Regions from separate parts of the Mus musculus genome. Here all the other regions are linked to region 1. Evidence: chromatin contacts called from public HiChIP or PLAC-seq data. All regions are on one chromosome and are shown on one strand. Each heading gives the region's core, a stretch centred on a gene start, on an enhancer-like site or on the middle of the called end of the contact. The rest is flanking DNA. Distances are from core to core; before and after follow the strand shown.

Region 1 (4,851 bases), core at 1,531-4,030:
TGGCAAAGCCCCAGTTGCCAGGCAGAGGAGGAAGGGATCCAGGTTGGGCCCCAAGACTCTGTCCCTTTCTTAATTTTGGTTTGCTTTATTGTGTTTTAAAGATTGGGTTGGGGGGACTTGCTATGTAGTCCAGGGTGGACTCTGACTTGAGACTCCCCCTGTTTGTTCCCCTCCCCCAGCACCAAGACTCTGGGTGTGTACCCCACTCCAGGTGTGGCTATGGGTGTGGCTATGGGTGTGTACACCCCAGGCCAGGCTAAAGATCTTTACCTACTAGTTGTTAACTGGTCTGTCATTGCATTGGAGAGACAGTGCTAAGCCTTTGATGCATCTGAGGCTTTCTTCCCAGGAAACTACAAGAGAGTGTGTGTGTGTGTGTGTGTGTGTGTGTGTGTGTGCCTGTATGTGTGTGTGCATGTGTGTGAGAGAGAGTGAGAGGTGTGAGTGTGTGTGTGTGTGGAGGTATGAGTATGTATGTGAGTGTGTGTGTGTGTGCGTGTGTGTGTGTGTGTGCCTGTATGTGTGTGTGCATGTGTGTGAGAGAGAGTGAGAGGTGTGAGTGTGTGTGTGTGTGGAGGTATGAGTATGTATGTGAGTGTGTGTGTGTGTGAGAGTATATGTATGTATGTGAGAGAGTGTGAGTGTGTATGACAGTGTGTGAGTGTGTATGTGTGTATGTATGACTGTATTATGTGGGAGTGTGCATATGTGTCAGTGTCACCTCCCTACAAGTTCTCAAATCAATAAGCTGAAACATTAAGATTATCACACTTCAAGTTCAGCTTTGTTCAAAACAAACCCATTTAACCTGATAGTCACAAGTACAAAGAATTTCTTCAGACTACTAGAAAGGCTCAAAGTGGCTGTTGCTCTTGGCTGCACAGAGTTCAGCTCCCTGGCTGTAACCCCTGTTCCTACCTTTGTCGTGAACAGGTTAACATTATTTCCTCCGCACCTTTCTCTTTTCTAGCCTGGAGAGATCAGTCGTCTTGAATGCTTTGTTTGTTTGTTGTTTCTTTCTGTTGGGTGGATTTTTTTAAAGTTTTTGTTTGTTTTGATTTCTGATAAGATTTTCCTATATAATTCAGGCTGGCCTTGATCTCCGTGTATAGCCCAGGCTTGCCTTCGCATCCTTCTCACCCTCTGAGATCCTGAGACTGTCAGTGGGTTTCTATGTGTGGTTTGCCACACCCAGCTCTTGATGTTTGTAATTGTTACAGAGTTCCTGAGGGTGATAAGCTCCCATCCACACATGGTCTCTTTCCAGTTTGCAGTACTGCAAATGCTTCTTTAATGATCATCCTTGGGGGGGTGGGGGAGGGGGTGCTGGAGACATGGTTAAGAGCACTGACTCCTCTTTCAGAGGTTCTGAGTTCAAATCCCAGCAACCACATGGTGGCTCACAACCATCTGTAATGCTATCCAATGCCCTCTTCTGATGTGTCTGAGGACAGCTACAAGTGTACTCACATACATAAAACAAATAAATCTTAAGAGAGAGAGAGAGAGAAAGAGAGCACCCTTGGGTGGACGTGTTTTACATATGTGTAGCTATAGATGAATCTCTAATAGAGATAGTGCATTCACTTGATGTTTTGATGTTTCTCAATGAGGCTTCCAAGCCCCTTCCTGTATGAGGGGGTCCTTACCAGATACCCCCTCCCTGCCCCCAGCACTATAGACTGTGAGTCTCTGAGACTGTCCGAAGCAAACACGGCCTTACAGTCTGTCTCATGATTGTCTGCTTTAGTTTATACTCTGGTTCCTGCCCAGTTGCTCATCTTTTTCCCTGACCCATTTCAAAACACAGAACCAGTATCCTTAGTGACCTGTAAATTTTGCTTGTTTTATTTTGGAGACATGGTCTCTGTGCATCGCTGGCAACCGAGCCCTCGAGCTTCCAGAGATCCACCTGCCTCTGCTTCCCATTGCCTGCCGGGACTTGGAAGGTTTTTTTTTGTTTGTTTGAATGAGTGGGTGACCCCTCAGCTGTTTCTGGGAGCTTCTTTACCAAGTTTGACATCTAAACTCTCCACAGGCTCTTCCCCCTTTGGCAGTTTAGAACTTTCTAGATTCTGATTTGTCAGCCCTTACTCTCTTTTGCAAAATTCTTCTGGAGTCATTTGGTATTTTTGTTTTGTTTTGCTTTGTTGTTTGTTTGTTTGTTTGTTTTGGTTTAGAATCCACCCGAAACTGATAGGAGCACCCTCACTCCTAGCTGCAGCTAGCCAGTCCTCACTCCTGCCACTCACCGGCTTCAGCACTCGGCACACCTCACGCAGAATCTTCTCCTGGTTCTTCACCGAGCACAGCACCAGGGTGCAGACCACCACGTCCACAGAGCCATCGGTCACCTGGTGCATGTCCTCCCCGGCTGCCACCACGAAGCGCTCGAACTGCAGCTGCCGGTTCTCTGCGACGCTCTTGAACAAGAACTTCTCGAAGTTGGGGTTGGGGTCGATACAAGTGACCCTGCACCCGGGGGGATAGAACTTGAAGTTGGCTCCGGTGCCGCAGCCCACCTCCAGCAGAGTCAGCTTCCCCGAGGGGCCGGCGAACTCCTGCAGATTGCTGAAGAGCTCCCGCTTTTGGCTCGCCATCTGCTCATTGTACATCACGGAGAATCGCTTCAGGAAGTAGGGAAAGCACTTTTTGCATACCCAGCTCCACAAGCCTAGAAGGTTCAGCAGAAACATGGGAAGCGCCAGGGTACAGACCACCAGCCGCAGGGCCAGGACGGCAAGCGTCATCTTTGCGAGTAGAGGAGAAAGGGCTACTGCTTCCCCAGAAGTGTCTCCTGGGGAAGGAGAGCGCAGGCTCCTGGCCTCGCTCCAGAGCCAATCAGAGAGGAAGGAGGCGCCGGCTGAGCGGGGGGGGGGGGGGGGGGGGGGGGGGGGGAACCAAAATAGCAGAGCCGGGTAGGGCTCCGATTGCGGCCTGACTCCCACACCGTCCATCCCACCCCCACCCTAACCCCACCGGCCGGCTAGCAGTTGGCCGGCTCAGTGATCCAAGACTGCCACCTTCCCCCCCCACCCCCCATCCCTTTGGAAGGTTGCAGCCTGAACCCTGACCCTGGTCCTGCCTGGCTTTGTTTGGGTCTGGAGGCTGCAGCTAGTTTCCGGCCGCGGTTGGCTAGTGCACAGTGTGTACTTTCGCATCACCCACCCAAGCCTTTTTTAGGAAGAGGAGCAGGTCAGCGCACCAGGGAAGATGGCAGCCGAGACCCCTTTTCATCGCAGGCTTATTCTTCCCTTCTCCTCTTCCCACCACACACCGCCCCAAAACCTGTTTTTGTGTAAAGGAAGTGAAAGGAAACCCTGCCAAGACTCACCCAACAGTTTCTCAGTTCCCATTCTGAACTGAGCCTTTCATAAGTTAATTATTCATCTGAAGGATCTTTGCTGTGTCACTGTTTTGAGCTGTTTGACAGTTTAAAACGCAACTGCCAATCTTATGCTTGGTTATTATGTAACTCCGCCCATTTAAAGTAGAGGTGCTCAGGATAGTCCCCGTTTGGCTTCTGATGGGCTTTATAAAATAGCTTCAATCTCCAGTCTTTTTGGTTGGGGTTTTTTTCTGGGTCTTGCTCCTTAGCCCCAGCCGGCCTTGAATTCTCTTGATCCCTCTGCGACTTCTCAAGCAGCGCTGAGATGGCAGATCTCTGTCACAATGCCCAGCTGCACTGATTTCGGGAATTGTTTTTTGAGTCATAAATTCACAAAGAAGATAAATTACTTTTTAAATTGTTTGCTTCCATATTTCACATATGGTCTTACAGGTGGTAATCGAGTTAAGAACTGTCAACGTGATTCTATGATTCTACATAAGACTTGAGTGCTTTTGATGTGTGAATGACAGTGGGAACAGACATAACTAGAAGATTTAGGAAACTATTCAGAATCTTCAGCGAGTCAGATCAAGAAAGTCACTGCTGGTTTCCAGAGGAGATGGACCTGAGGCTAGCATAGCCATCTGATATTCATATCAGGTGTCGGCAGCATGCAGAGGGGAAAAACTCATATCCTGAAACAGGAGTGGTAGGCACTGGCTGAGCTGGGTTCTGTTTTAATTCTTGTATTTGGAGGTAGAATAGGTGATACTGAGGGGTTTACACAAGCCAGGGAAATACTCTGTCACTGATCCCTAATCCAAAAAGAGGTGTGTATGAAGGTTTTAATGTCTACTCATATTTAATATACCCTACACATATGCTAAAGTCTACTCATATTTTATATACCCTACACGTGTTACAAATACAACAGCCTGGCCTGGTGGCACACAGCTTAATCCCAGAACTGACAGAGGCAGGCAGATGTTATGAGTTCAAGGTTAGCCTAGCATGTACAGTGAGTTCCACAGTACTCCTCTCAGGACTATAGAAGAGAGAGACCTGTCAAAAAAAACCCAACCAACCAGGAACATTACACCAACTATTCCACATGTGTGTGTGCACACATGGGTGTACTGGAGTACATGCATATATGTGTAGAGGCAGAATGTTTTAATTTCTCCACCTTAATTTTTTCCCCCTCCACCCCCCCAAACTTTTGCTCCGGCCCCACTCACTCTGGCCCATAGGGTTTTTGTTGTTGTTGTTTTGGTTGTTTTGTTTTGTTTGTTTCTCATTAAGCATGGTTGTGAGCCATCATGTGGTTGCTGGGATTTGAATTCATGACCTCTGGAAGAGCAGTCAGTGCTCTTAACCACTGAGCCATCTCACCAGCCCTCATTTTTTTTTTTTAATAAAAATGTATTTACTTAGACTCGTTCAGAATATTAACAAAACAGTTGCATGTTTTAAAAAAAATTTTTTTCATTACAGAATGGTATTCAGCTAATAGAACAACA
Region 2 (5,119 bases), core at 2,544-5,043, 310 kb after region 1:
TCAATTACCTGAACGTCACTCTGTATAGTCAGTTCATCTACCCTGTTAGAAACAGCTTCTTCGGGTTTTTCTTTTTGTGGTCTTTCCAGACAGGGTTTCTCTGTGTAGCCCTGGCTGTCCTCGTAGACCAGGCTGGCCTCGAACTCAGAAATCCACCTGCCTCTGCCTCCCAAGTGCTGGGATGAAAGCCTTGTGCCACCACTGTCCAGTGCTTCTCTGGGTGTCTAACGTGAGCTGAAGATGACAGCTCTCAATGCCAGCTTTGGACTGCTTAGGCATCCTCATATACTCATGGGTTCTTGGCCTATCCAGTGTAGGAGAGCCACCATTGGACTCCAACCATATTCTATAAACCATTTCACTATACATGAAGTCAGCCCTCCATCACCCGTGCCTGCACATGCAGAATGACCACTGTAAGGCTCTGCTTGGGACCTACAGGGTCCCCATAGGATCATGTGCTTAATACCCAGCCCAGCCGAGACAGCGCAGTGTGGTGGGGACTGGGTTGGTAGAGGTGGACCACTAGTTGTAGAACTCTGCAGAGTATAGCCAGCTCTACCTCTTTTTCTTTTTTTAAACTTGCCTGGCTGGAACTTGCTGTGTGTAGTCCAGGCTGGCCCTGAAAACTGTCTCTGTCCACTGGTCTCTGGCTCCTGAGCACCACCACTACTTCTTTTGTAACCTCTGTGTGGCTGTTTTAGTTTTATGTATGTCTGTGTACACTGTGTGCTTGGTGACTATGGTGGCCAACAGTCACCAGATCCTTTGGCAATGCAATTACAAACAGTTGTAAGCAAAGTGTGGGTGCTGAGAACCAAACCTAGGTCCAGCAGAAAGCAGCAAGTGCAGAGACATTTTGCCGGGCCTCAGCTCTACTTGTAGCCCTGCACCTCAGCTTCCTGTATGCCGAGATGTGAGGAGTCTCCTGCTCCATTTTCTATGGATGGATCCATCCAACTGCATTAGAGAGGCTCTCACTGCATTACTGACACTAACACCGAGTAACAGACAGAAGCTGGTGTGGCATTGCTTACCTATAACCCTAGTATTGGGAAGGGTGAAGCTGTGGGATTGAGATGGAAACCAGAATACAATGAGACACTGCCTCAACACAAAGATCCAGTAACAACATCCTAATAACCTTTCAAAGGTAATTTCCTCCTCCCACTTCTTTTTAAAGATGGTCTCGCTATGTAACCCTGGCTGGCATGAACTGCTTGTTTGCTTCTAGGAACTGGGATTAAATGCATGTATCACTCCTGGGTCAAATTTACTTTTAAGCAATGTGATTATGTTCCATGTAAAATGTTTGATGTATAATATACCCTCAAACTCTTAACTAGGCACAAGAAGGTTTTATTTTAAATAACTCTCAGATCAATCTCAGGCTCAATTATTCTTTGAATATTCTAATGAAGAAAACAAAACTAGAAAGGAAAGACAGACCAAAAGGAAAAATAATTCCAAAGATATACTTCAAGATTAAAATACTTACTGGGATCCTGTCATCATCCCTTCGCCTTCGGCCTCTGAAGAGAGTTCGCCTTTTAACACATGAGGAAGAACACATAAAATTTTAAAAATATGTCCCATCACAGATTTCTACTTAAATTATCTAAATTTTTAAAATAAGGGCTATTCCTCCATATTAAGTGGAAAGTAAATTCCTTTGAAGAGATCTTGAGCTACTCCACAAAAACTTCCTGAATAACCACCACAGCATTAGTCTGGCATACTTGTATTAGTAACACTTTCCACATGAGAAACATCTTAGCATCTAATCCAGGCAGAGTAGACAAAATACAATTCCACTTTTACAATTGAGAAGTTGGAAGAAATTCGAACCAGAAGGCAGAGCTGGACCTTTAATCCCAACACTCTTGGCAGAGACAGATGGCTCTGAGGGTTGAGGCCAGCATAGTTTCTGCATGGCAAATTCCAGGCTAGGTATGGGTTAAAACGAAATCAAACCAATAAACCCTAAAAACCCCTGATAGTACATAACTTCAGTAGGATGCTTGAGAACATCTGTGCAAACTAAAACTATCCCTTCCCAAATCCTACTAACTCATTAAAACAATGAATTCATTTAAGATAACCACATTAAAAACAAACAAACATAAAAATCACCAGATTGTTTTAAACACTCAAGATAAGCATGTTATGATTAATTTTTTTCTTCTTCTTGCTTTGAGGAATGCTTCTCTGTTCTGGCTATGTTTGTAGACCAAGCTAGGCTTGAACTCAAAGAGAACCACGTCAGGCAATTAAATAACTAAACACACATATGTCCTTACCTGCCTCTTCCAAAGTCCCCATTCTGTTCCATCTGTAAAATGGGAGCCTCCTTTGGAAGATAAGTTTGTTCCTGCTGCCCTGTTACTGTTGGGTTATGCCGTTCAGAAAGAAAGATCCTTGAACTAGATCTGCTCAGTGGTCCATCCCCCAATGACACGGAGCCCTCTGTTGAGTGTTCTGAACCACTGGATGACCTAAAATGAGGCTTCACACTAAAAAAGACACACACACAAAAATAAATGTTATGGTTTTTTTTTTAATTTTTTAAATTAGGTATTTTCTTCATTTACATTTCAAATGCTATCCCAAAAATTAAGTAATTTCCACATCGAGTAATATATGTGGAAAAACTTGGGGAAAAAAATCTGAAATTTTAGATCAAGCTATTTCTACCTCAATATTAAAAACAGTCAGTACAAGGTGTGGTGGCCCAGCTTTAATCTCAAGAGGATCTCTTTAATTCTGAGCATAGCCTAGTCTACAGAAAGTTCCAGGATAGCCAAGGCTTCATAGATTCTGTGTCAGCAACAACTAAGCCACTGTTAGGACTTTAGCTGGCATCTAAAGAAACCAAGCAAGCAACCAAAGACAGCAAGCTTTGATTTATTAGCGATGCTATACCAGGTATCTGAACAAGAGTAAACACACTAATGGGAATAAAAAAATGCATTATAGTACAGGGGAACTAAAAACATTGTATTTCTTTTTATATATTTATATCAAAAACATAAACTTGTAATTATCTGCACCATTAAATATTTATGGATAAAAAATGATGCCCAAAAAAGAATAGGGGAACAGGGTGGTTGTTGCATTTAATCACAGCATTTGGCAGGCAGAGTTGTGAGTCTGAGGCCAGCCTAGAATACAGAGCGGGTTCCAGGACATCCAAGACTACACAAAGAAACTCTGTCTTGATAAACAAAATTCAGTCTAAAATTATGCTTCAGAATAAAAACAGAAGGCAGATAGTGGTAGTGCATGCCTTTAACCCAGCACTTGGGAGGCAGAGGCAGGCAGATTTCTGAGTTCGAGGCCAGCCTGGTCTATAGAATGAGTTCCAGGACAGCTAGGGCTACACAGAGAAACCCTGCCTTGAAAAAAAATCACACACCCCAATGCCCCCACCAAAAAAAAGAGAAAAGAAAAATATCTTATAGCAACGAAAATTACAGTATATTCTTTTAATAATGGGCATTTAAAAAATGGTCACCTATCTTGCTGAAAATAACTTGATAAGGTAAATTACAATGTTTACATGGAGCTCAGAAACCTATTTCACTATGCATTGTAATAAAGCTAAAACACAAGTTTATTACCTTTAAGTAGCTCTCAGATCTCATAATCTTACCAAGAAGGACTTAACAATTACAGTCCAGGCAACAGAAAACAAACAGACAAAAACACAAAAAAGAAGTGGTAACGGAAAGGAGAAGTGAAAGTTAGTCCTATCTTCTCTAGTGGGGTTCTAACCATCACCAGGCTGTCCAGAGGCAATAGAGACATTGTAAAACAGTGTGAAACTAGACATGAATCAGGAATCCTAGAGGTAGAGGAAAGGAGTGGGAGAACATGTTCCTGACCCTATTATATGCCTCTAAGCTAGAGACCCTGTTTGAGAAAACCAACAAACACAAACTTATACATAAAAAACAAACAAAAACTGCTAGTGTATACCTTTAATCCCAGCACCCAAAGAGGCAGAAGCCATAGTTATAGGACAGCCATCTCTCTCTTTTTCCCCAGGAGAAAATGCAAATGACCAAAATATACATAAACTAAACTAAACAGATTGAAGCCTTAACTGAAAAGGACCTGGCTAAACCTACACTTCTTAGAAGCAAGAAGAAAACAAGAATTGGTGGTAGTGGAAAACTATCATGTTTCTGTTTGCTAGGATTTTGTTTGATCCTAGAAACCCACACATCCGGGAACTACAGATGTAGTAGTATCTATAATCTCAGTACTCCTTTCGAGAGATGGGAGGCAGACACAAGAGAACTGACCCAAGGGCCAGCTAGACTAGATATATGCAGTGGTTGAAACTGCCTGGAGATCCGGCCTCAAAAGGGTGGAAGGTAAAAACTGACTTCTCAAAGTTGCCCGTTGACCACCCCCCATCTCACGCCACAGGCATATGGCTGGGCAGTGGCAGAATTTAAACCCAACATTTAGGGGGCAGAAGCAGGTGGATCTTTTGTTCAGGGCCACCTTGGTTTACAAGAGAGTTGGAGAACAGCCAGGGCAACATAAAAATCTGTCTCTTAAAACAAACCACTGGGGCTGGTGAGATGGCTCAGTGGGTAAGAGCACCCGACTGCTCTTCCGAAGGTCCAGAGTTCAAATCCCAGCAATCACATGGTGGCTCACAACCATCCGTAACGAGATCTGACTCCCTCTTCTGGTGTGTCTGAGGACAGCTACAGTGTACTTACATATAATAATAAATAAATCTTTAAAAAAAAAAAAAAACAAAAAAAAAAACCAAACCACTATATTCATGGTTGTATGTATCATGAACACACTCATTTTATTGTGGAAAGATTAAAACCCAGGGCCTTAAGCAAGGCAATGCTACCACTAAGTGACATGCCAGCCTTGCGGGTCTGGTTTGTTTATAGTTTTTAGTATGTTGGTGGTGATTAGAAGAGGGAGTTGGATGGTTGTGAGGCACCATGTGGGAATGAGGCTGGGCCAGAAGAACAGTCTGTGGTGCTCCCTCCAACCTCCCTGGACCTATATTTTTAAAGACAAACACTTGCAAAGATCAGTACCTAAAATTTTATGTGTGTGTTGGTGAGGAAACTGTTGGTTATGT
Region 3 (4,802 bases), core at 1,853-4,352, 330 kb before region 1:
CACTAGAGAAAGAACTGGCTCGTTCCTTTTGTACAATGTGGCCATCCTACAGCAAGGATGTAGGAATGGTGCCTGCCACTACTAGGGCAGGGGACAACATGTCTATGTTGACAGGAATGTGGTGGGTTGGGGCAAGGAGGGCCTTTGATAGTAATTATGAACCATCATAATTTTTACTGTTATGAGGGTCATTTGGTGGGTGTGTACATGGGAGGAGACTCATACAACAGTGCAGTACTATGATGGACTGTTTATTGTACATCAATTATGTCCTGAGCTGGGGCTGGTGAGATGGCTCAGTGGGTAAGAGCACCCGACTGCTCTTCCGAAGGTCAAGTTCAAATCCCAGCAAAAAAGGAGTTCAAATCCCAGCAACCACATGGTGGCTCACAACCATCCGTAACAAAATCTGACTCCCTCTTCTGGAGTGTCTGAAGACAGCAACAGTGTACTTACATATAATAAATAAATTAATTATAAAAAAAAAAAAAAAAAAAAAAAATTATGTCCTGAGCTACAAACACCAATTCTAGAGGGCCCACAGTCCCCTAACGCAGGACACAGAATTTGAGGCACATACAGGATTTTCCAGTAAGTGTGTCCACATAGGAGCTGGGGTTCTGTGTTTATATCTGGGAGTAATTTTTCCATTCTACTTTTGTGTACAGTATACTGTCCAGCACAGGGAGAGGCTGGTAACCGAGTTATTTTTTCATCCATCAAGAAAATGCTTCCGTGATCAATACTTCCCCAAACCCTTTTGAGTGCAGATGAGCCTGTCTCTACCCAGCACAGGCCTCTGGAGGACAGTCCTTCCTGACCCTGTGATGAACATATAGGTTCACACACAGTGGCCCGGGATAAGCAAGCAAGCAAGCAAGCACACACGGTGATGGAGGGTCCATGTCGGGGCACAGCTTCCTGTACCCAAACCCTTAGGAATCATCATCTTCCGAAATCAAGCCCTCTTTTTCTCACTTTGAAAGACTGCCCTTCACAGCTCTCTATACAGTAGTCCTGGGAGGGTGCCTCCCGAGAGATTTTCAAATAACCCCACTGCCGGCTCTGCCCGTTCTAGCTCTCCCCCAGGCACTCCCTCCTGTGGCAGTCAGGATCACTACTCCAGGCTAACTAGGGTGTCATGGAAGGGTAAGAACGGGCTGGGAATAGAGGCACCTCTGCTCCAGGTCCACCATCTGACAAACCCTCAGGCTGCACGGGCACTTGAGTTGGTAGCATGCTTGTCTAACATCCTCGGAGGCCTGGATTTGATTCCCCAGCACTACATAAACCAGGCAGGTGGGCAGACACCTACCTGCCAAGATCAGTCCTCGGAGGTGGGAGGACCAGAACTTCAAGGTCAGCTTTTGCTATGTGATACAGGTGCTGCTGTCTTTAAAAAAAAAGTCTGGAGAAACCCAGTTCAAGCCTTTTGCTTATGGGGTTTGCTTTGTCTTTGTCTCTCCCCCCCCCAATAAAATGGGAACTCTTTGGGGGAGTAGGCCATGTCCAAGTTGTAGGACTTCCTGTCTGATGGGGGTGGGGGGTAAGTCAGTAACTGCTACAACAGAGGCACAGCTAGAGTGGAAAATGCACTACGCTGTGAACATGGTACTTTACTGCGATCCCAAGGAAGCATCCAAGGGGGAAGGAAAGGGCCCACATGCTTGGGTAGTGTGGACAGTCTCAGCCGGGAACTGAACAGTTGGCCCAGACATCATCCAGGAAAAAGGCAAGGACACAGAACACGGCCACCCCAGTAGAAGCACAAGGAAGCCAATAAAGCCAGGCGAAGATAAATGTCACCTGTCTCTTGTCTGCCCTGAGGTCCCTAGAGGTCTGTTGACAAAAGCATGGCTGCTTCAGTTTCCGAGGCTTAAGTTTCACTCTTGGAGAAGACTGGCTGTCCATGTGAGACCGTGTCCATCATCGATTCACTTGACTCCTTATGGAGGTCTGACACAGACGCATCCTGAGTCCCTGCTCCCCAGACTCTGGACAGTGTTGACAGGCTGCGTCTGGGTATAGACTGGGTGTCATGTGCCAACCTGTCGTGCCAGCAATACCAAAGCTGAGGCAGTGGGTCCTAACCTGAGGCCAGCTTGTGGTTTCTGGGAAACTCAGTTGTTAGCTTTACAAGGCAGTTAGGTATCTTCACTGACTAAGCTTTCTCATCAGCCCCAGCAAAGTTTTAAGTGAGCCTGCCGGTGCCGGTGGAGGCCAGAAGAGGGCATCAAGATCTCCTGAAACTGAATCACAGGACGTTGTGAACTACTGGGAGCCTTTCTCCAGCTAACCCCTCTCCCCCCCTCCCCCGCCCCCCAAAGCAACTTTTAAAGGTTATATTTTAAAGAAAAAAAAAAAAAAAGACATGAAAGCCAAGTGTGGTTGGTCAGGTCCGACCCTCAGTGAGCTACCCAGGTAACCTGGCCAGTGTTTTTTGAGCACATTATCATGTGCTAGGTGAGGTTCTAGGCAACTCATTGGAGCTCCGCAATAACCCTAACCCTGAGTTCACACAGCTTTGCCCAAAGAATCAGAAGTAACCTGCGCTAGCTTACACAGCGGGACCACCTCCAGAGCCTGTTATATAGAATTATTGCCTCTTAGTCAACGAGTTCCTCTAGTTAATTTGGGAGCATTTCCTGTCACTGACGTGAGTCCAACTGCTGCTAAAGTACAGCACTGATGAATATTTAAATCAAGGCGCTTGCCTCGGGCTAGGACCAAGGCTGTAAAACGGCCTTACGGGAATTGCCACTTTCAGTCCCCATTTTAGGGATGAGGAAACCGACTACTGAGGTGTTCAGGAATGTGCCCACAGCCACCCAGCTGGCAAGCACTTACGCTGGAGCTTTTAATCCTAAACAGCCCACAGCCACACCTCCTACCCTCTCCACGCTCCACCGCCTCCTGGGAAGGTCGCACGCGGAAGGTCCAGGTGGCCCCGGGAGGTGCTCGGCTAAGTCGCCCCGAAGTCGCGGACTCCAGAGGGCCCACGCGTGACTGAGCTCCCGCGGGACACGCCCCTCGCTCGCCCTACAGCTGGCGCTGCCGACCCCGGCCGAGCCCGGCACGGGGGCGGAGCGGCTCCGGACAGTGGCCTTTCCTCCCGGGGGAACCTGCTGAGGGCGGCCCCGAGCTCCTTCCTGTCCCTCCCACCGCGGTCCGGGCTCGGCGGCCGCTCGGCGCGGGGTCCCGGGCGCGGCTCCGGCGACTCTCGGCCGCTCCCACCCCGGCGAGTTCAAAAGGACGCGCGGCGCCCGGCCCTGCCCGCCCGTCGGACTGGAAAGGTGAGCGCGCTGCGCGGAAGCCCGGAGCCCGCACTCGGCCGCCGCGCGCCTGCGACCTGACCCGCACGGGTACTGCGCGGCTGCAGGGACACTCGACGGCCAGGGCGCGGGCCCGGGGCACGCGGGATCCCCGGGGAGCGGGGCGCACCCAGCGGACGGCTCGGCGGGGCTCCTGGCCCTGGAAGCCCAGGTAATGCAGGTGGCTAAGGGACCCGGATCGCTCATGGGCGCAACCGGGCCGACCCTTGCTTAACTTTCCCAGGCCTGGGGAAAGGGTCACCAACGCCACCCATTCCCCGACCCTGCGACCAGGGTCAGCTCTTGGGGGAAGGATTTGTTTATGGAAGCTGATTAGAACCGAAAGGAAGAGAGTGGATATATCCAGGGGAAGGGACTCGGGGAAAACCTGGCGCCCGAGGCTCTCCTGGGATCTACAAGCCCTGCGACCTCAGGAGCCCGTCCACCTCATTCTTGTCCGTCCTTCTTCCCACAGATCTGACCCTACGAAATAGCCTGCCCTCAGCAACGATGAACAACCTACCGGCCACACCTTCTCCTGAAGGTAGGTGATGAAAGTTATGGAGTAGGGGGGCTGTTTAAGAATTCCCACCCCAGAACAGGTCTTGGAATTCCGCGAGGCCTCACTCAGTGTAGACTGGAAGACTCACCCATCCCCACCCCACTCCACCCCACCCTACCCCTACCAACCCGCTGTCGGGCCTCACGCAGGAAAAAGCTCCAAGAAAACAGAATTCAACTTCAGTGTGCCCTTTTGCGCTATTTTATTCTCAAGTCTGGACCGGACCAATTCCAAGCACTGCGAGTCACCTGGGTTTAGGAAGTTCTTTGATGCCCAAAGGAGCCATTTTTACATTCACCCCAGTAGTTAAGTAAAGGAGAAAGGGAATCTTCTAAAGATAACCGGGAGGACTCGTGATGTCGCTTAATTGGTAGAGAACTTGAGATGAAACCCATTTTGATGGCTTGTGCCTGCAGTCCCTGCAACTTGGGACGTAGAGGCGGGAGTACCAGAAACTCAAGGTTATCCTCAGCTAAATAGTGAATTTAAGTCTAGCCTGGGCTAGAGGGATGTGGGGTGTGTTTAAAAATTCTAGGAGCCAGGTGGTGAATTGAGTCTCACCTTTCCTTTCCTAATCAGGCTGGTTCTGGCGCGCTGACGGATATTTACATATTAATTGGTTTCACCTTGTGCCAGCCTGGGTGTGGGAGGAACTAACTTGTTTTCTTATGTATAGAACAAACGTTCACTTTGAGGGACACTGTTTTTTGCTGATATGAAGTTCGGGGAGGGAGAACCCGGGGAAGGCAAAATCTGAGGCAGTTTCTCCTGGAACTAGTGGAGCACGTGATTCAGACTGCTGCTTGGTGAGAAGTGGTGGGCAAAGAGGAACGGAGGACAGCCCTTCAGGCTGGTGGGTAAAGGCTCTGGAGTGGGAGGCGAGCTTTGCAACAAAGTCTCTAGAAGAGTGAAGTGAGGCTCAGTGTTTA
Region 4 (4,610 bases), core at 174-2,673, 430 kb before region 1:
ACGGTGGTACCCCACTGTTTGAGGCAGGAGGATGTAACCCTGTGACAGGGCCACAGATCTTAGCACAGTTGACCCCGTGATGGAAGCACCATCCAGAGTGTGAAACTCAGCCCGTAGACAGCACCACCTGCAACTAAAACAGACCTAATCCACCTAAGTCCACGGCTCTGGGAAAGTCTCAGAGCGTACTAACCTTGCTTTGGCTTCTGTAGTTCTGCTTCTAGCTAACTGTTCTTGCTAACTGAAATGTGTCAACAGAATGTGGTTTTTATCCTTAAAGAGAAAAGACTTGGCTACACAGGGATCTCGTTATAACACCCAGTGTCCTGCTGGCCGGGGCCGGCTAATAGACTTCGTATCGGTTTAAACTGTGTGTGCGCAGTCATCTCTGGTGGACACCACAGAGCAGCTCTAGGCCAGCTTGAGTTGTATATAAATAAAAACCCTATTTCAAAGCACCAACAACCATAACAAAACAATCTTTAAAGGAAGGAAGGAAGGAAGAGGAAGGAAGGAAGGAAGGAAGGAAGGAAGGAAGGAAGGAAGGAAGGAGAAAGCCACCAACAACACTGTAGGATTAGAAGGTAGTGTTGTTTATTATTTACCAGAGACTAAAAGCATTAAAAAAATAAACAAACCGCACTTTGTTTTGGGTTTTGGCTGTTGTTTTAGAGTTGGGTTCTGGTTTGGTTTGGAGATAGGGTCTCATGTTCCTGAGTCTGGCCTGGATGTAGCCAAGGACTCCGGATCTCTCTTGCTTCCAACTCCCAGACACTGGGATTACAGTATACGCCACTGGCTTCAGATTTTTGGTTTTGTTAGGCTGGCCTCAAACTTACTTTGCAGTCAAGACGACCTTTAACCTCCTGACTTTTTTAAAAGTTTATTTACCCTTTATTTTATGTGCACTGGCATTCTGCCTGCATGTACATCTATGTGGGCACGTCAGATCTTGGAGTTACAGACAGTTGTAAGCTGCCATGTGGGTGCTGGGATTTGAACTCCGTTCCTCTGGAAGAACAGTCAGTGCCCTTAACCCAGTCCGCACTTCTAACCTACATCATCACACTTCTGTGATTTCTGGCCTATGCTGGTGTGGTATCTGGGGATCAAACTCAGCTCATTGGGATTGTACTTTTCCCCACAGAGGCACCTCGCCTGGCCCCCACAAGTGTTTCTGGATAAGAGGCTAGCCCTCTCTGTGAAGGGCAAGACTCCCCTCCCCTGAGTCTGCCACACTCAGAAGCCGCTGTCTCTCTCCAGGGCCTGAGAGTGGGAGGAAGGGAGCCATAAGGGGCAGAACTGACGTCACCAGCTCACAAAGCTGCCTTGTCTCTCTGCTTCAGCAGATCTGCTCCTCACTGAACTTCCTGCGCTATGGTGGGGAAGCCCCTTGAAAAAAAGAAAAAAGGAGACGGAAGTGCAGAGCACTCCAAACCAGAACCTAAATGGTAGAGCAACAAACAGCAGCCTGTGCGGGAAGATAATGAAATTTACAAAGCTTCTAGGAAGGCCCATCTCAAGTCCTTGCAGCTGAGAGAATCTGAGCCTGCCACCTCAGAAGTGCCTAAGGATGGTTGTGAGCATGTGTGGATGACTTCTTCAGGAGCCGGACAGCAGGTTGGGAGGCATCTTGTCCTGGTGCCCGATTTTCCCTTTATTTAGTACACATATAAACTTGTCATTTAACAGAAATCATGTTCTTTTCTTTTCTTTATTAGTACCGTGGGTGTGAGTGAGTGTGGGTGCTTGTGTGGAGAACAAGGACAACTTTTGGGAATCGATTCTCTTACCATGTAAGTTCTGGGGACTAAACTCAGGGATCAGAGGTTGCACAAGTGCTTTCACCTGCTGAGACACATCGATGCCCCTCCCCCCTTTTTGAGTTAGGGTCTCATGCAGCCCACAATGGTCTCAAACTTATTTAGCCAACAGTGACCTTGAACCCTGATCCTCCTGTCTCCCTCTCTCAGCTGCTTGGATTGGAGGTGTGTGTCACCGTGTTCAATTAATGAAAGCCAAATTTTAAGTGGGCTGCCACCAGCGGAGGTCAGGGTGTCCCCTTCTGCCCTGTGGTGCATCAGAACCTTCCCATGCAGTGGGGAAGGGAGCCCTCCCCAACCCCTGCTAGGAGAGAACGCAGTGTTTTAGGGATAAGTCTACAGCAGGCACCTCCAAATTAGACAGCTAGTCATTATGAAGACTTAAGTCACCTTTAAAATCATAGTCAGGCATGGTGGTTCATTTGTCTAATCCCAGCACTTGAGAGGCTGACTCACGAGGATTGAGACCAGCTTGGCTAGCTACAGGAGGCCTTTTCTTGAAATGCAAAAATGAAAGGGGGGGTGGCTCACACCTTTAATCCCCACACTAGAGAGGTAGAGGCAGGTGGATCTCTGAGTTTGAAGCCAGCCTGATTTACATAATGAATTCTCAGACAGCTAGGGTTACTTAGAGAGATTCTGAATCAGATAGATAGATAGATAGATAGATAGATAGATAGATAGATAGATAGATAGATGACCTCTGACCTGCATGTACAACACACACACACAAATCACTAAAAGAAACAGATTGAAAATGATCAAAGTGCATTATATATACATCTACGAAGTGTCATAATGAAACCTTTGTTTCCCATAACTAATGAACGCTAATCAACTTCTTATTCCCAAAGTGAACTCATTAATAACAGCTTCAGAATTTGAGGTACACACATCGGCTGGCACTCCTCGAAAAGCCAAACAGTCTCTTTCACGCTCCAAGGCAGAGTAAGAGGTCATGAGCCTACCCTGGAGCAGTCTGAGGTCCCTCAGGTCAAGTTGGGACCTGACTAAGATCACACAGTGCTGAAGGTCGAAGAGCTAAGTGAAAGGGAGGTGGGAGCAAAGGCCAAACCACCGAGTCTCACACCCAAGGGACGAGAAGCAAAGACAGCGGCGGCCCATTATCTGCAGCAGGAAATGTTGGTGATCCCAAAGCCTGGTAAAGTGTCACCCTTCACCTAAGTAAGCAAGCTCAGTAAACTTCCCCGCTGTGATCTCCTGGCCTTCCCAGAATGCCTCTGGTCCCCTCTGAGCGCTCAATTCAACGACAGGGGTGCTGGGTCCTGGCCCCTGAGCCTTAGAGACTCAAAACTGCAAAGCCATTTTAACATCAACCAAAACAGAAAGATCCATTCCATTTCCCCCCCCCCCCCCCGTGGTGTTTGTTTGTTTTTTGGAGGCAGAGTATCGATATTCATCTCAAGCTTCCTTTCACTGTGTTGTCTGCAGCCACAGATCCTCCTGCATCCTCCTGCTTCCGAAATGCTGGGATCAATGTCTACCAGAAAGCATCCGAACTTGGGGATCATGGTACATCACTTCTGTAATCTCAGAGCTGCAGACGCCGAGGCCAGAGGATCAGGAGCACAAGGCCATCCTCGAGTCTATGGAGAATTTTGGTTTCTTTTAAAACCCAGTTATGTTGTGGGAATGAGTGTGTGTGTGTGTGTTGTGTGTGTGTCTATACCTATCTATCTTGCCCCAGAGAACCAGAACCCCTAATCATCAAGAAGTAGTCTATATACACCCCCTTTCTCCTCTAACTTCTTTCTCTCCAACCTACTGTTGGGGTTTGTAATAAAAGTCGGGAGGTAGACGTATAAGAACCTAATAAAGTAGTTTTTTTTTTTTTTAAAAAAGCCAAAACTCAACTATATTATGTAGGGAGTTCAAGACTACCTTTGTCCACTTGAGACTCTTTCTCAGAAAACACACATGAGGGCTGGAGAGATGGTTTGTTGGTGAAGAGCAATTGCTGCTCACTGCTGTATAGCTCGGGGTTCAGGTCCCATCACCCCTGTAAAGCCAGGCATCTGCCTCTAACCAGCTCTGAGGGATTACACCTCTGGCTGTGTGCTAGGAGGGCCACATGCATATAAATGAGTAAATAAAACCCTTCTTTAAAACCACACGAAAAGAAAGTTTCCAAATCACCAGGAATTCAGAACTAGGATAAGAAAATTACGTCAGGATGGTAGGCTCAGAACCCATGAGCAGCCACTGTCTAGGTGGCAGGACGACTCAGAATCAGACGCGAGTTTAAGTAATTTTTGTTATTTATATATTTATTTGTATTTATTGAGACGCGATCTCCTATGTAGCTCAGGTTGGCCTGGAACTCAAGATCTCCCTGCCTCCGCCTTCCGGAGCTAGGTTTTAGGATTGTGCCAAACCTAAATCTGCATTTCTAACCACCTCGAAGGTGTTCTGCGTGTCCGGACCGCATTTCTGAACCTCACTCGGCAACCTCCCACTGACCCTACCCTTGGATAGCAGGAGTTAGGTACTGAGGCTGGGATTTGGCTGGGTGAGGCCGGGCACTTGCCAGTTGGCAGTTAGATGGGAGGGGAAGTTATCTGTTCACAACCTCAGACGCCTGGGACAGAGCCTCGGGGCTCGCTGCCGCCCAGCCCGCCCTGAGAGCTGCTGGCCTCGGGCTCTGAGGTCCGCAGCCCCTCCGCCACCGAGCCAGCACGTTGCACACCGTGGCTTGCTGCTCTCGCCCTGCGGAGCAGGTGGCTTGGAGTGGCGATGGCCTGGGATGCGGGTGGCCTTGGGTGGCGG

What was found. HiChIP or PLAC-seq counts read pairs in DNA pulled down with a chosen protein or histone mark.
Region 2: an H3K4me3 HiChIP or PLAC-seq map of the 230-238 cell line shows a contact between it and region 1, with 11 read pairs. The contact joins the enhancer-like site here to the promoter of Mettl7a1 in region 1. A contact is called at or near these places in 4 of 39 promoter capture datasets (the C10 cell line, the HPC-7 cell line, cranial neural crest and 1 more), 4 of 115 datasets of contacts at active chromatin or transcription factors (the 230-238 cell line, bone marrow-derived macrophages, embryonic midbrain and 1 more) and 1 of 9 other capture datasets (liver).
Region 3: a contact with region 1 is called in an H3K27ac HiChIP or PLAC-seq map of embryonic stem cells, with 7 times the contacts expected there. The contact joins the promoter of Smagp here to the promoter of Mettl7a1 in region 1. A contact is called at or near these places in 1 of 39 promoter capture datasets (cranial neural crest) and 3 of 115 datasets of contacts at active chromatin or transcription factors (embryonic stem cells, pancreatic cancer cells and stem cell-derived neural progenitor cells).
Region 4: an H3K4me3 HiChIP or PLAC-seq map of embryonic midbrain shows a contact between it and region 1, with 6 times the contacts expected there. The contact joins the promoter of I730030J21Rik here to the promoter of Mettl7a1 in region 1. A contact is called at or near these places in 1 of 115 datasets of contacts at active chromatin or transcription factors (embryonic midbrain) and 1 of 9 other capture datasets (liver).

What each region holds. Positions count from the first base shown.
Region 1 is chr15:100,302,746-100,307,596 of GRCm38.p6, reverse strand. Mettl7a1 (methyltransferase like 7A1) reads right to left here and starts at 2,780. Exons shown (of 2, transcript NM_027334.3): 1 at 2,253-2,780. The coding sequence starts at 2,750.
Region 2 is chr15:99,998,230-100,003,348 of GRCm38.p6, reverse strand. Larp4 (La ribonucleoprotein domain family, member 4) reads right to left here. Exons shown (of 16, transcript NM_001024526.2): 11 at 2,301-2,513; 12 at 1,499-1,547. Among named protein-coding and RNA genes, the nearest start is that of 2310068J16Rik, 28 kb to the right of the region's middle. Within about 2 kb of position 3,793, at least 22 of the 459 cell types and tissues checked have an H3K27ac peak or open chromatin away from gene starts, as enhancers often do. A contact at or near this core is called in the 230-238 cell line, where this site is marked.
Region 3 is chr15:100,635,240-100,640,041 of GRCm38.p6, reverse strand. It overlaps Smagp (small cell adhesion glycoprotein), which reads left to right and starts at 3,102. Exons shown (of 4, transcript NM_174992.4): 1 at 3,102-3,483; 2 at 3,787-3,855. The coding sequence starts at 3,822.
Region 4 is chr15:100,729,550-100,734,159 of GRCm38.p6, reverse strand. I730030J21Rik (RIKEN cDNA I730030J21 gene) reads left to right here and starts at 1,423. Exons shown (of 3, transcript NR_045782.1): 1 at 1,423-1,620; 2 at 1,722-1,796; 3 at 3,276-3,655.